Regions from separate parts of the Zea mays genome. Here region 2 is linked to region 1. Evidence: chromatin contacts called from public Hi-C data. All regions are on one chromosome and are shown on one strand. Each heading gives the region's core, a stretch centred on a gene start, on an enhancer-like site or on the middle of the called end of the contact. The rest is flanking DNA. Distances are from core to core; before and after follow the strand shown.

The links. A called contact is a pair of places that touch in the nucleus more often than the background predicts.
Region 2: a contact with region 1 is called in a Hi-C map of endosperm, with 2.6 times the contacts expected there. The contact joins the promoter of LOC100193235 here to the promoter of LOC103639055 in region 1. A contact is called at or near these places in 5 of 25 Hi-C or Micro-C datasets (endosperm, leaf, root tip and 1 more).

What each region holds. Positions count from the first base shown.
Region 1 is chr9:129,570,825-129,576,743 of Zm-B73-REFERENCE-NAM-5.0, forward strand. LOC103639055 (zinc finger protein ZAT4) reads right to left here and starts at 2,123. Exons shown (of 1, transcript XM_008661844.2): 1 at 581-2,123. The coding sequence starts at 1,885. The coding sequence ends at 746.
Region 2 is chr9:129,724,386-129,730,304 of Zm-B73-REFERENCE-NAM-5.0, forward strand. It overlaps LOC100193235, which reads left to right and starts at 3,232. Exons shown (of 10, transcript NM_001358687.1): 1 at 3,232-3,681; 2 at 4,090-4,308; 3 at 4,536-4,773; 4 at 5,398-5,593; 5 at 5,676-5,730. The coding sequence starts at 3,442. LOC103639060 (a long non-coding RNA gene) reads right to left here and starts at 2,937. Exons shown (of 11, transcript XR_002264985.2): 1 at 2,575-2,937; 2 at 1,888-1,927; 3 at 1,147-1,613; 4 at 716-887.

The sequences.
Region 1 (5,919 bases), core at 873-3,372:
ATGCCGTGACGCCATAAGCTCCGCCAGCTCTATCACTTAGGTAGCGTTTGGTTGCAAAGTATGGTGGAACAGAGCCCCTCCGCTATCAGTTTGTTATTATTTGAATTGACTACATATAAAATAGAGTGGTTCTAAAAATAAAAAATAAGCTTAAATATTAAACCATTTGGCCCCTTAAAATCTTTTGGACGGAACCGCTCCTAAGAAGAGCAGTTGCATCCCAAATAGCTTCGTTACCTTAATACAAGAAATTAGCTCCTAGTAAGGGGAATTCCACCCGCCAAATCGTGGTTTTGGCTCGAATATGAAACATATGAAACACAAATCATTGTAACGTGTTTAAACAACTATATATTTTTGAAGGGTATTATTTAAACAAGGTATGATATATAGAAATATACTACCGCAATGTACGGACACCTCACTAGTGACTAGTCACTCTATAAACTTGAGATTTGAGAAGATGTAATGCTAAGTGAAATTGGAAATTGTTCACTGAATCATCTGAGGGTTGAACACTAAGATCATGATATGCTTATTACTCTATGTAAATACGCTGAACAAAAACTAGTAAAAAGAATTTAGAAAATGTAGGTGAATTATTGATGAACCTAATCATGGTACATCTCACCCAATAAAAGATTATTTGTAAGTTAAATCTTTAAAGAATGAATTGAACCTGAAACTATAATTCTATATATACCACATCTTTTCTTTGAAGATTAACATTCGAACCAACCATACTTCATTCGTCAACTCCTGGTGCTGGCAGATTGAGATCAAGAAATCTATTAGAGATGAGAGGTTGGTCATCGTAGTCATCAATGTCTTCGTCTCCGTCAGCATGTGCGCGTTCATAGAGCTCACCGGCAATGGAGTGTGACCGCTTGTGTCCACCGAGCGCCTGACCCGAGCCAAACACTCTAAAACAGATGGGACACTCGAATTTGATCGCTTTGTGTGACTTCGCCTTCAAGGCCACCACCGCTGTAGTAGCCATGTGAGTGGTGTAGTTGATGTTAAACGAGGAGATGTTGGTCTCGACAATTCGCTCCGGTCGTTGGTCGACCACAGGCTTGGCGATACTGCAGTTACTATTGATCCGCTTGTGGCTGGCGCGGTGGCCGCCGAGAGCTTGGTAGGACTGGAATGCCCTCCTGCAGCCAGGGCACTCGTACCGGCCCCGCTTCTCGTCGATGACGAGGCTGTGATCATGCTTCCTCTTGTTGATCTTGGCATCGTCATTGCAGTCGGTGTGTTGATGGTACCGGTAGTCTCGCTCTCGCCTAGCGTTGTCCTCCTCCGCCGTGGCCCTGGAACACCGCCGGCGTTCTATGATGTCACGCGACAGCATCATGAGGGAAAGCGCGACGTCCTCTGGCTCCGTGTCGACGGCGGCCGGCACGCGCATGGAGCGTCGTTTTCGCCTTGGCTGCGGCATCAGGCCGTAAGCCGGCTTCGTAGGAGTTAGCGCGATGTACTCCTCCTGCTCCTGCTCCCGCTCCAGTTCCAGATCCATGACGAGACCGCTTCTCGCACGGTGGCGATGGCGATCGTGGTCCACCTCTGACACGCATGACGATAACAGCTCACCGTGGCCACTGCTGTTGCAGTCGTCGAGGCTCGAGAGGCGCCGCGTCTTCTTCGGGTTCTCCCTCAACCCGTAACCCCCGGCACCCGGGGCCGTCATGCAATCAAAGGCACGTCGTTGCTGCTGCTCCTCTCCGCCGTCGTCGTCGTCGTCGTCGTCTAGTGCCGTCTCCACCTCGGCGAGAGAATGCGAGCGCATGTGGCCGCCAAGCGAGCGGCCGCAGGGGAAGCCCTTCCGGCACACCTTGCAGCTGTGACGAGTGGCGCTGGTACTAACGGCCACAGCATCCCCCATGGTATGCGTGGTTGACGATGAATCGATCACAGGTTAATTGATCGCACCGGCGGCGGATGGATCAAGATCGATCGGCCAAGAAAGCTGGGGATGGAAGTGGGTGGAAGGAGAGAAGCAGGGTCAAGTGAAGAAGAAGAGATTGGAGGTGGCCAGGATCCATGCAATGCAGTCCAACCCCGCGCGCGCGCGAACGATCGATCGATGAGCTTGCGAGAGGAAGCTTATGTGCGTGTATGTGATGGACGAGCAGGAGCAGCTAAAGTAGCAGTAGATGGGAGGAGGAGAGGAAGCAGCTGTGAGGGAGGGAGGAGGGAGGAGGTCATGCTGCATATGCGCGGTTCGTTGGGAAGGATCTCAGCTCGGCATGCAATGCAACCAAAATTAGCAAACGGGCAGGAGAGAGAAAACGAATCACCCTGTGGAGCTGGGCAGCTGGGAATGCAACGCCAACGCAAGCTACGGGTGGAACGGACGGAGCGCCGTGTCCGGCCGGGCCGCGAACTGGGCTTCTATGCCAACCGTAGGGCCGATTTCCAACTGAGCCCACTCTTCATGGCCGCCGCCATGTCCATGAAATTAGGAGTCTCCTTGGCAGCTCCCCTCCTCCTAAGCTCTTTCTCCGGAAAAGAAGAGCTAGAGCACTTCAGAACTAGTCATCTTTTTGCAGCTCCATGCTTAGGATTATTACAATGGATATCTAAAACCCGATACTCGACGTGTAAAAATTATATTAGGTATGTGAGTATGTTCTCTCTTGTCCAATATCCGCTACCGAAAACCCGCTAACATATAACAAGTGGGTCTAGATTAATGAGCTTGTTCTCTCTTATGCATGGGCTTGTATGATGTTACCATGTAATGTTCAATGTCGTTGACTTTGTGATAAAATTATATTGGGTTCGATAAATTTGGCATTGCTAGCGCAAAGATAATATGTTATTTTAGCATCTTTCAGTATTGATGAGGTGCGTGGCTGCAACATTTTGTATTTAGTACTTACTTTTGCGATTCAAATGATCATGTCTACTGTAATGTTAGTTGGGTATGGGTACTCGATAGGTAGTCGTTACCTGTGGTGTGTGTATGGCGTAATTTTGTATCTATAATGAGTAGTGTGTATGAATATGTGATATTTTTTCTCTAGTGGGTATGGGTATGACTTTATGTACCCATTTGGTACCTTACCCACTGCCATGTCTTCTCTTCGGAAAAAGGTATTTGGTTTGTTTCCTCTATAAAAAAATTGCGGGTAAAAAACTGTCATTGTCGATTAGGAACTGACTAGAGTATTAGATTCTCAATTGATACTGGGTAAACTAGACTAAGACCCTGTTTAGAAACCCTAGAGCTAATAATTAGCTAACTCACAAATTATTAACTAGGTCGAACAAGTTAATGAATTAATTTTTAGCTTAGTTGATGGTGTTTGGAACCTCGACATTAATTTTAGGAGGTAACTATTAGATCTAGATGTTTCAAACATAACCTAAGGGCTGATTTGGTGACCCGGGATCACGAGAGGATTGGAGGGGATTGAGGGGGAAATTAGTTCATTTCCCCCTCAATCCCCTCCAATCCCCCCGTGATCCCTTTGTCATCAAATCAACCCTAAAAGTGTTAATCTTTCGTCCGGACTCCTGGTTGCATGAACCAGTACTAAAGGAAAGGCTTTAATAACAATTGCATGTGTTGTCCTTAGGGTGCCTTTGGACCGGGGGTTCAGTTTTTCTGCAACTGTTTTGAAAAGGTAGCTTTTTTTAGTATAAATCTGAAAGCAACTTGGACCTTGCTTTTGCTGCTTATTCAAGTTTGTTATATTAATAAACAGATGCAACAAATTGGAACTAAAAACAATTAAGTGATATAATAAATAAAACAAAATTATTTTAAATAAAAATCATTAAAATGAAATTGTAAATTTTATTTATTTGTAAAAATACTATGAACATAAATATAAAATATGTTTTAAATTAGATATATTGATCAAGAGATATAGTTAAATAAATTGCATATAAACACTATACAATTTGTTTATAGTGAACAACTCATAACAGTTTGAACCAAACAAATTTCAACTTTTTTCTCATAGCAGTTTTTTCACAGCAGAGAGCTCACAAGTAAACCAAACATACCCTTAGAATCAAACACTCAATGATGGTGCTTACGAATGAGAAAAGGCTTGAGAAAAGTCAAATTTCTAGGGAAAAAGGTTTGGGCGTGAACCAAAAGTTCTTAGGGACAATCAGAGAATATTTAGTATCGAACCGATATAAACACTTGGAAAAAATCTAGGTATGACCTTTAATACCGATTCTTTTTAAAAACTAACACTAAATTAATTTAAGTGGGAACCCTAAACTTATAGACGAAAACGAAAATAGCCTTTTATACCGGTTCTAGCAAGGCGTCTCCATTTTTTGTTCTAGCTTGAGGATCTTAAGTATCGGTTGGTATCTCCAACCAGAGTTGAACTTTAGCACATATTCTTTGCTAAAACCGGTACTAAATATATCTCTGCTTTATGATATAGTCTACAACAGGCTTTATAATGTTGCCATATCGTATACCGCCAATAAAAAACCTAGTTATATAGTAACTCTCCAATGATATAAGTTGTATATTTAATATTGTGTCCACCTCTTCCTCTCAAAAAAATTGTCCTGGAGTCCGTGAACAATCTATTTTCAGTTGGTTATTAGTGAGCAACCCGATTTCCTCTCTCTACTTCTCTTTCTTCCATGTTACCACAAATCTGATGTGACATCTATTGCAGCTTGCTTACATCATCTTATTATGCTTGCTCCAAGGCGAGAAGAACCTAATCTATTTTGACTATCACTGTCGTCATGGCTGTCTCGGCTCCTCGTTGATGTTTCTTCTCTACGATGGACGGAGGAACACACTGCCATCTCCTACACTCATTGTGTGCCCGCTCAACTATGCCCAGTGCTCAAATTCACTTCCACTTGCGAGCATAACATCACAATTGTCTGCTCAATGCCCGACAATTTGCACCGGTATCGAACACTTAGACTGTAGCGCAAGAACTCCAATGCAATCATAGAAACACACATGATGTTTTGGACAACGCCTAAAACATGCTGCATTTTATGTTCTTCTTATTGATTAAGGACTTGTTCGGTTATTTTCATTCCATATGGATTAGAGGAGATTGTGGTATATTGAGGTGTATTTTGACTTACTATGGATTTAAACCGACTCAATCTCACCCAATTCACATGGATTAGCATCAAACCGAACAAGCCCTAAAATCAAACAAATACACATGGATATACATCAACGCCTTGCTTACGGTCGCGTCCATCCCCACGACCCGCACAACAAAGAGTGCCCTCGCGCGACTCGCTCACATCGATCTATTCTCAGGCACAAGCAACAAACTAGCCCACGACCTTCTACCCACCATGCACTTGGCTCCACAGCTCATGCATGGGGCCTAACTGAAAACCCAACTAAATGGGCTCAAGATTATCCACTAACAATTCTCCCTCTATGCTTGTGGCCCTAATAAAACTATGTAACATATCTCGTAGTTCCTGAAATCGTGCTCTTGGCAGCGCCTTAGTCAGAAGATCAGGGAGTTGCCCTGTTGTGCTAATGCTAACCAACCTAATGTCCCCGATATCCATTGTATCTCTGATGAAATGATACTTGATTTGAATATGTTTTCTTTGATCATGATGCACTGGGTTTTTCATGAGTGCCACAACAAATTTGTTGTCCACCATGAGTTCAACGACATGAGGTGGTGTCCCCAAAAGATTTCCCAGCAGTCGTCCTAGCCATATGCCCTAACATGCACCAGAAGCATCTGCAATGTATTTAGCTTCACATGTTGAGAGAGCCACCACCTTCTACTTCAAAGATTGCCAACTGGTAGTATTGTTGCCGAGAGTATACAACACTTCACTTTATCTTGTCAACATCTCCAGTCCACTCGTTGTCATTGTAACCCTTCAACCTCCAATCGTCACCCATCACATACCGACACCCATAGTCAATTGTGTCTGGTA
Region 2 (5,919 bases), core at 1,982-4,481, 150 kb after region 1:
CATAAACTTTACGAACAACAGAGGTTTCACAGCTCACTAATCAAGTTTATTTAACCACTATCATGTTATGTTAATTGTTCTTTTTATTTACTAGTAGCTGCCGCGCCCTTGGGCGCGCTTCATTATGTATCTAGGCTGTCCAGCAACGTACTCTATATTCATTCTTTATATCTGTTCTTTATAGTCTCCTCTAAATAATTTTATCCTTTATATCTCCTTCCTCTTCAACAACGTTCTCTAAATCACGTCCTCTATACTCAAATATCTATATTAGGAACATTTTTTATTTTTATTTTTTGTACATACATATTTACTCTTAAATGTATTGTACATATTTTAGTTTTGCTAAATCAGTTATTTAAAGTATTCAAATGGATAGAGAACCGTTTAGAGAAACTCTATATATAGAGAATCCAGCAGCGTCCTCTAAATTTAGAGGACCGTTTAGAGGACACTGCTGGAGAGCGTAGATGACTATTTGATCCTCTATATTTAGGATACAAAACTCTTTAGGGTCTCTTATTGGAGTTAGCCTTAAGTTAGTTTATAAGTGTTGTTAAAGCAGATAATACACGAATTGTATAAACATTACAGGAAATGTTTTAGATGATAATAAACGTACTTAATATATTAATATAGAAGAGAGCTATAGTAGTATTTAAATGTTGAAAAGAAAAAAAAAGAATATAGACACAGTAGTTGACACTTAACTTACTTTATATTCCGGAGAGGTCTAGTAAATTCCTATCATCATCATGACCACCAATCATGCCACCGAAATTGGAACCTTCGACCATCGTTCAACAGTCAAATGTCCTCCTTTTCTTTTCTGCAATTTAGCTTTCGCCCTGTTGTCTTCCGTACACTGCTTGGAGTTCCTTACACCGCTTGGAGGTAAAGATAGCCCGCACATGAAGAGTACATCAGAATTAAGAACTAAATTCTAGTTATTGCAAGCAGGTGTAAGCATGTAACCAGCGTTTAAAAGCTACATACTTTTTAGATTTAAAAACACAAGAAATTCATGAAACAGCTGCAGACACAGAAGCTACATCAAACCGACCAGTGGTGGAACGTCTGTCCTCAAAATACCTAGAAACCGACAAATTTGATTAAGAGCACAGCCAATGAGCATCCAAAACTCACCGCATGCAATAGTAGGACCGGTATGACTCCTCGATGACGACGACGGTAGCAGGATCCATCGTCGTGGTAGGAGGATGGGGGAGAGGGAGCGGCGGCTGGGAGCTTCTTGAGAGTTGAGACTGTGGTTGGAGAAGCTCCAGTGGCCCAGAGTCGCCAGATACGATGAGCCACCGGCTAGCATGTTGGCCAGGTCGCTGTGTAGCGTGTGAGGGAGTGCTCCTAATTTTACCAGTTGAATGAGATGAATGCGAACGGACGATAGGCAAGGGCCAGCGAAGACGACGGCAACTCGAGTCTGCCTCTTTTTTCCCCATGCGCTGGACCTCTCTAGAAGCAGCGTGAGTCTATGTAGGCAACATGCTGAGACCTCCGTGATCGTTGATGTTTCATCGCAGGGTCTATATTCTTTTTGCTAACGTGGGCAGGCTCAATGAGCTGCTATGCGTCGCGCTCTATTATAAAATTAGCTGCGATGGGAGAAAGGGATAAAGTAGTTAGTAAAAGATATTTATTATTATAGTTTCTATGGGTGCAGGAATGAATACCATTCATTATTTGTAGAAAGGACAAATTGATCTCAGTATAAATCGTACCATATAAAAAACGAACGGTGTGGATGTCTTTGTAATTGGAATAAGGGATATGCTAAATAGAAGAAATGATACAAGAATGCATAAAGCGGTACAAGGAATTTTAATATGTATTTAGATTTCATAAATGGGCAATAGTAAACCAGCTTACCTTTTACAGACTTTGATACTACAGAGGCTGCAAGAATCACCTGTGATACATAAACAGGAAAAAGATTCAATAGTCGTATTCTTATGGTATGAATACCAAGACAATAAATTATGCTCATCAATTATTTAATCGTAGCTGCCGTCTACTTTTGCTAAAAGAGAGTACGTACTCTGCGGAGGAAAAAGAAACAAAAATAATTCATCATAGTTGTTGTCTACTTTCGCTTAATTACTTAGAGAAAGGGTAGAGGATGGATCGGGTGCAATGTGAAGCCATACCATCTAAAACAACACCTTAGTATCTATTGACAAAATATAGTGATGACAAGAAACAACTAATTCCTTTTGTTCCAGAAAATGGTATTGACACGCATAAGTATAAAACCTATCTGTATAATGTTCGTGTACACTCCAACACCTACCTATGTATGAACATCTCAACTGACTAAACCAGCGTGAATTCATCGGTTCAAAATAAATCAGGGGCGCTCTGAGGTATCTGCAACATCATTGTTTCAAATTTGTGAGGTTATTCATGCCTAATTTTATAGCTTTGTGCATGATTTGGTTACACAAACTGGCCCAACCCGTGAACCACCAGCAAGCCTTCGCATATGCGCTTCCTTTCACGAGAAATCAGACTAAAACTGATGAGGTGAGACGAGATAAGGGGTGAGGCGGGGCTCACCTGATTCCAGACGGAGACGAGGGGTGGCGGGTTCCCGTTCCGGTGACGACATGGTTGACCTTGCGCGGGAGGAAGAGGAAGAGGGAACGATGTGAGTGCTGTCATCGGGCGTGCGACGGTTGCGTCTTCATCTTCCACGAGAGGATGGAGAAAGGGAGTGGAGGGCTTGGTTCTGTCGCTTGCAAGACCACGGCAGGGTCATGGTTGGTAGCGAGTGTCGCCGTCTTCTGCATCACCGCAGGCTTCAGCGGCGGCGTCGCGGCGTCGGCGGTGAGGACGCTCCGGCGCTGGCGCGACTTCCTCGTGGATGGGGTTCGGGTGACGGCGGCGTTGATAGGGTTTCGCGAGGTAGAATGTTGAGTTGCGATGCGGGGGAGCGCGGGTGGGTCGGGTTGGTCGCGAGCGGAGGGCGCAGTGCGTCGACGTTGGATCGAGTGTAAATGGCTAAGATTGCAGAACGGCAGAACGGCAGACTACTCTTACAGCCTTAATAGGTAGTAGAGATTCAGATTGCGCTATTGGGGATACTGATTTTCAAAAGCCCAGTGTTCGGGATATCACGGTTCCAAAAAAAACTCTCACCCACCTCCCTTCCGAAGCTTCCTTTCCCAATAATCTTCCGGACCTTCTCAAATCTCCACGGAGTGCTCGTTGGCCCCCGAAGCTCCCAGAACCTCCTCCTCCGCTTCTCTCCACTCTTCACGCCGCCACCGAGTTTATACACGCTTCGTCCCGTCCTGCCGCGCCCGTCTGTTCCATAGCATACCATTATTGTGATAAACCATCCAATCCAGAGTTCCATTCCATTCTGAATTGCTCCTCCCAGCTTCAGATAAACCATCGAGATTGTGCCGCCAGCGCCCCACCATGGCCGCCGCGCCGCCGCTGTCCGCCGACGTACTCTCCTTCCTAACCTCCGCCCCCGCCGCGCCGACGCCGGTCGTAGCCGCGGCGTGGGGCGCGGCGAGGGCGGGTCCTGTGAGGGGTAAGGCGGCACTAAGGACGACGAGAGGAGGAAGGGGCGGGGTGCTGGCTCCGCTGGTCGGGAGGAGGCCCCGCCGGACGCCGCTCTCGGTGCGCTGCAACGCCACCAGCCGGGACGGCAGGGTATGATATGAACCTGTTCCCCTCGCCTTCATTTTCGGTCCGATTTTGCTCACTTCTTTTTATCTTTTATTTTCATTAAAAGAAGATACTAGCATGTCCGGTTTTCAATTCCTATGTCACAGTCCTATAACAACCGATGCATTTATTTACGCCCCCATTTTTCATTAAATTTTCATAGCACTTTTACTACACTCCCGGTCCTAAAATACTAATGCACATGGGATATAGAAAATACTATTAATATTCGAATCCTCAAATAACTTTATTATGGAAAATAAATTACATGCTTGATACTTACTATTTATCATAAATATTACTACATTTTTTATTATTGAACTCCTTTGAAGAGCCAAGAAATTGCATTTTCCCCCTCTATATCTCACTCGTGGTTACCTATTTTGCTGACAGATTACACAACAAGAGTTCACTGAGATGGCGTGGCAAGCAATTGTCTCATCCCCCGAGGTGGCAAAGGAGAGCAAACACCAGATTGTGGAGACCGAACATCTGATGAAATCCCTGCTGGAGCAACGGAATGGCCTTGCCCGCCGTATCTTTTCTAAGGCAGGAGTTGACAATACAAGGCTTCTCGATGCCACAAAGAAATTCATCCAGAGGCAGCCTAAGGTGCTTCATGCTCAACACACTTAGATTCTGCTGATACCCAGATGCAGTTTGCTTTCACAAGAATAATGCATCTTGCTATGGACTAGGACTGATACGTCAGGAAACTGAAAATGTTTTTTGTTCATCGCAATAAAGTCCACTTCAATGTCTTTCTATATGTTGCTTTTAATTGAGCAAAAAATATATCTCCCGGTCATAGTTTTCTTATGTTCAGCTCAATGATTCAGGTATTAGGTGAAGAACCTGGATCTATGTTGGGGCGTGACTTAGAAGCTCTGATACAAAGAGCAAGGGACTTTAAGAAAGAGTATGGTGATTCATATGTCTCAGTTGAACATCTAGTCCTTGGCTTTGCCGAAGATAAGCGGTTTGGGACACAGCTGTTCAAGGATTTTCAGATTACTGTGAAGACCTTGAAATCAGCCATTGAATCGATCAGAGGGAAGCAAAATGTAATTGATCAAGGTACAAGCTTTCTTTTCTTGCCCCCTAGCTTTGGAAATATTGCAATACTGACATTAACATGCTTGCAACTTTTATCCTTTTCCTGTCTGTGCCCCAATAAAATTGGATGGTGTAACCTATTTTCCCATAAATTGCACAAAGAAAATGACAAGTAATGAAACACTAGTTAGTTGCCCGTAAATTGCTACGGATTCTATATATCATATAGGTAGATCTTATTTAAATGATATATTTATTCAAATATAATTATTTTTTTAATTTCAAATTATTAGTATGTATGTATTTACAGTATATCTCCTCCATATAACACAAACCAATAGTGGTGGAAGCGCTCAGCTCTTTACCCTGTGGGCAGGGTTCGAGCCCCTGGTCACACCCATTTTTTGCAGCTGAGCGCTGGGCATGCACACGGGGCAAATCTCACTGGGCGCGCGGGACGGGCACAGAAGATGCACGAAGAAACTCGTGCTTTGAAGTTGTAGTGATGTGCTGAAGTAGACATCACCTTTAACCATTTCATGCATAATATGTAGTTATGCAAACTTTTGCCTTGAACTCTTGTTTCCCTCTGATACAATAGTAGATATTTTCACATGAAAAACTAAAATTATGCATTTCTAATAGATCCTGAGGGTAAGTACGAAGCTTTGGATAAGTATGGAAAGGATCTGACAGCTATGGCACGTCAAGGGAAGCTTGATCCAGTTATTGGAAGAGATGATGAGATTCGAAGATGTATACAAATTTTATCACGAAGAACAAAGAACAATCCAGTTCTAATTGGTGAACCTGGTGTAGGGAAAACGGCTATAGCTGAAGGGTTGGTAAACAATGCTTTTTGCACAACATATCACTGTTTATCGAAATAGTTCCCTTAACTTGATTTTTTGTTTATTGTTTAGACTAGCTCAGAGGATTGTTCAAGGAGATGTCCCACAAGCTCTGACAAACCGGCGAGTAAGTTATTCATTCATGTATTATGCATTTATGTTCTTCAGAGTCAAGCACATTTTTGGATTCTCTTCTAAATTATTGAAGAATTTGTTCCACATTTATCATGATATTTTGTCGTAGTTCTAGAGTACATGACGTGTTGTACGTTAAAGTCTTCTGTTGTCTTTGAGCACTTTTTTATGCTGCAACCGA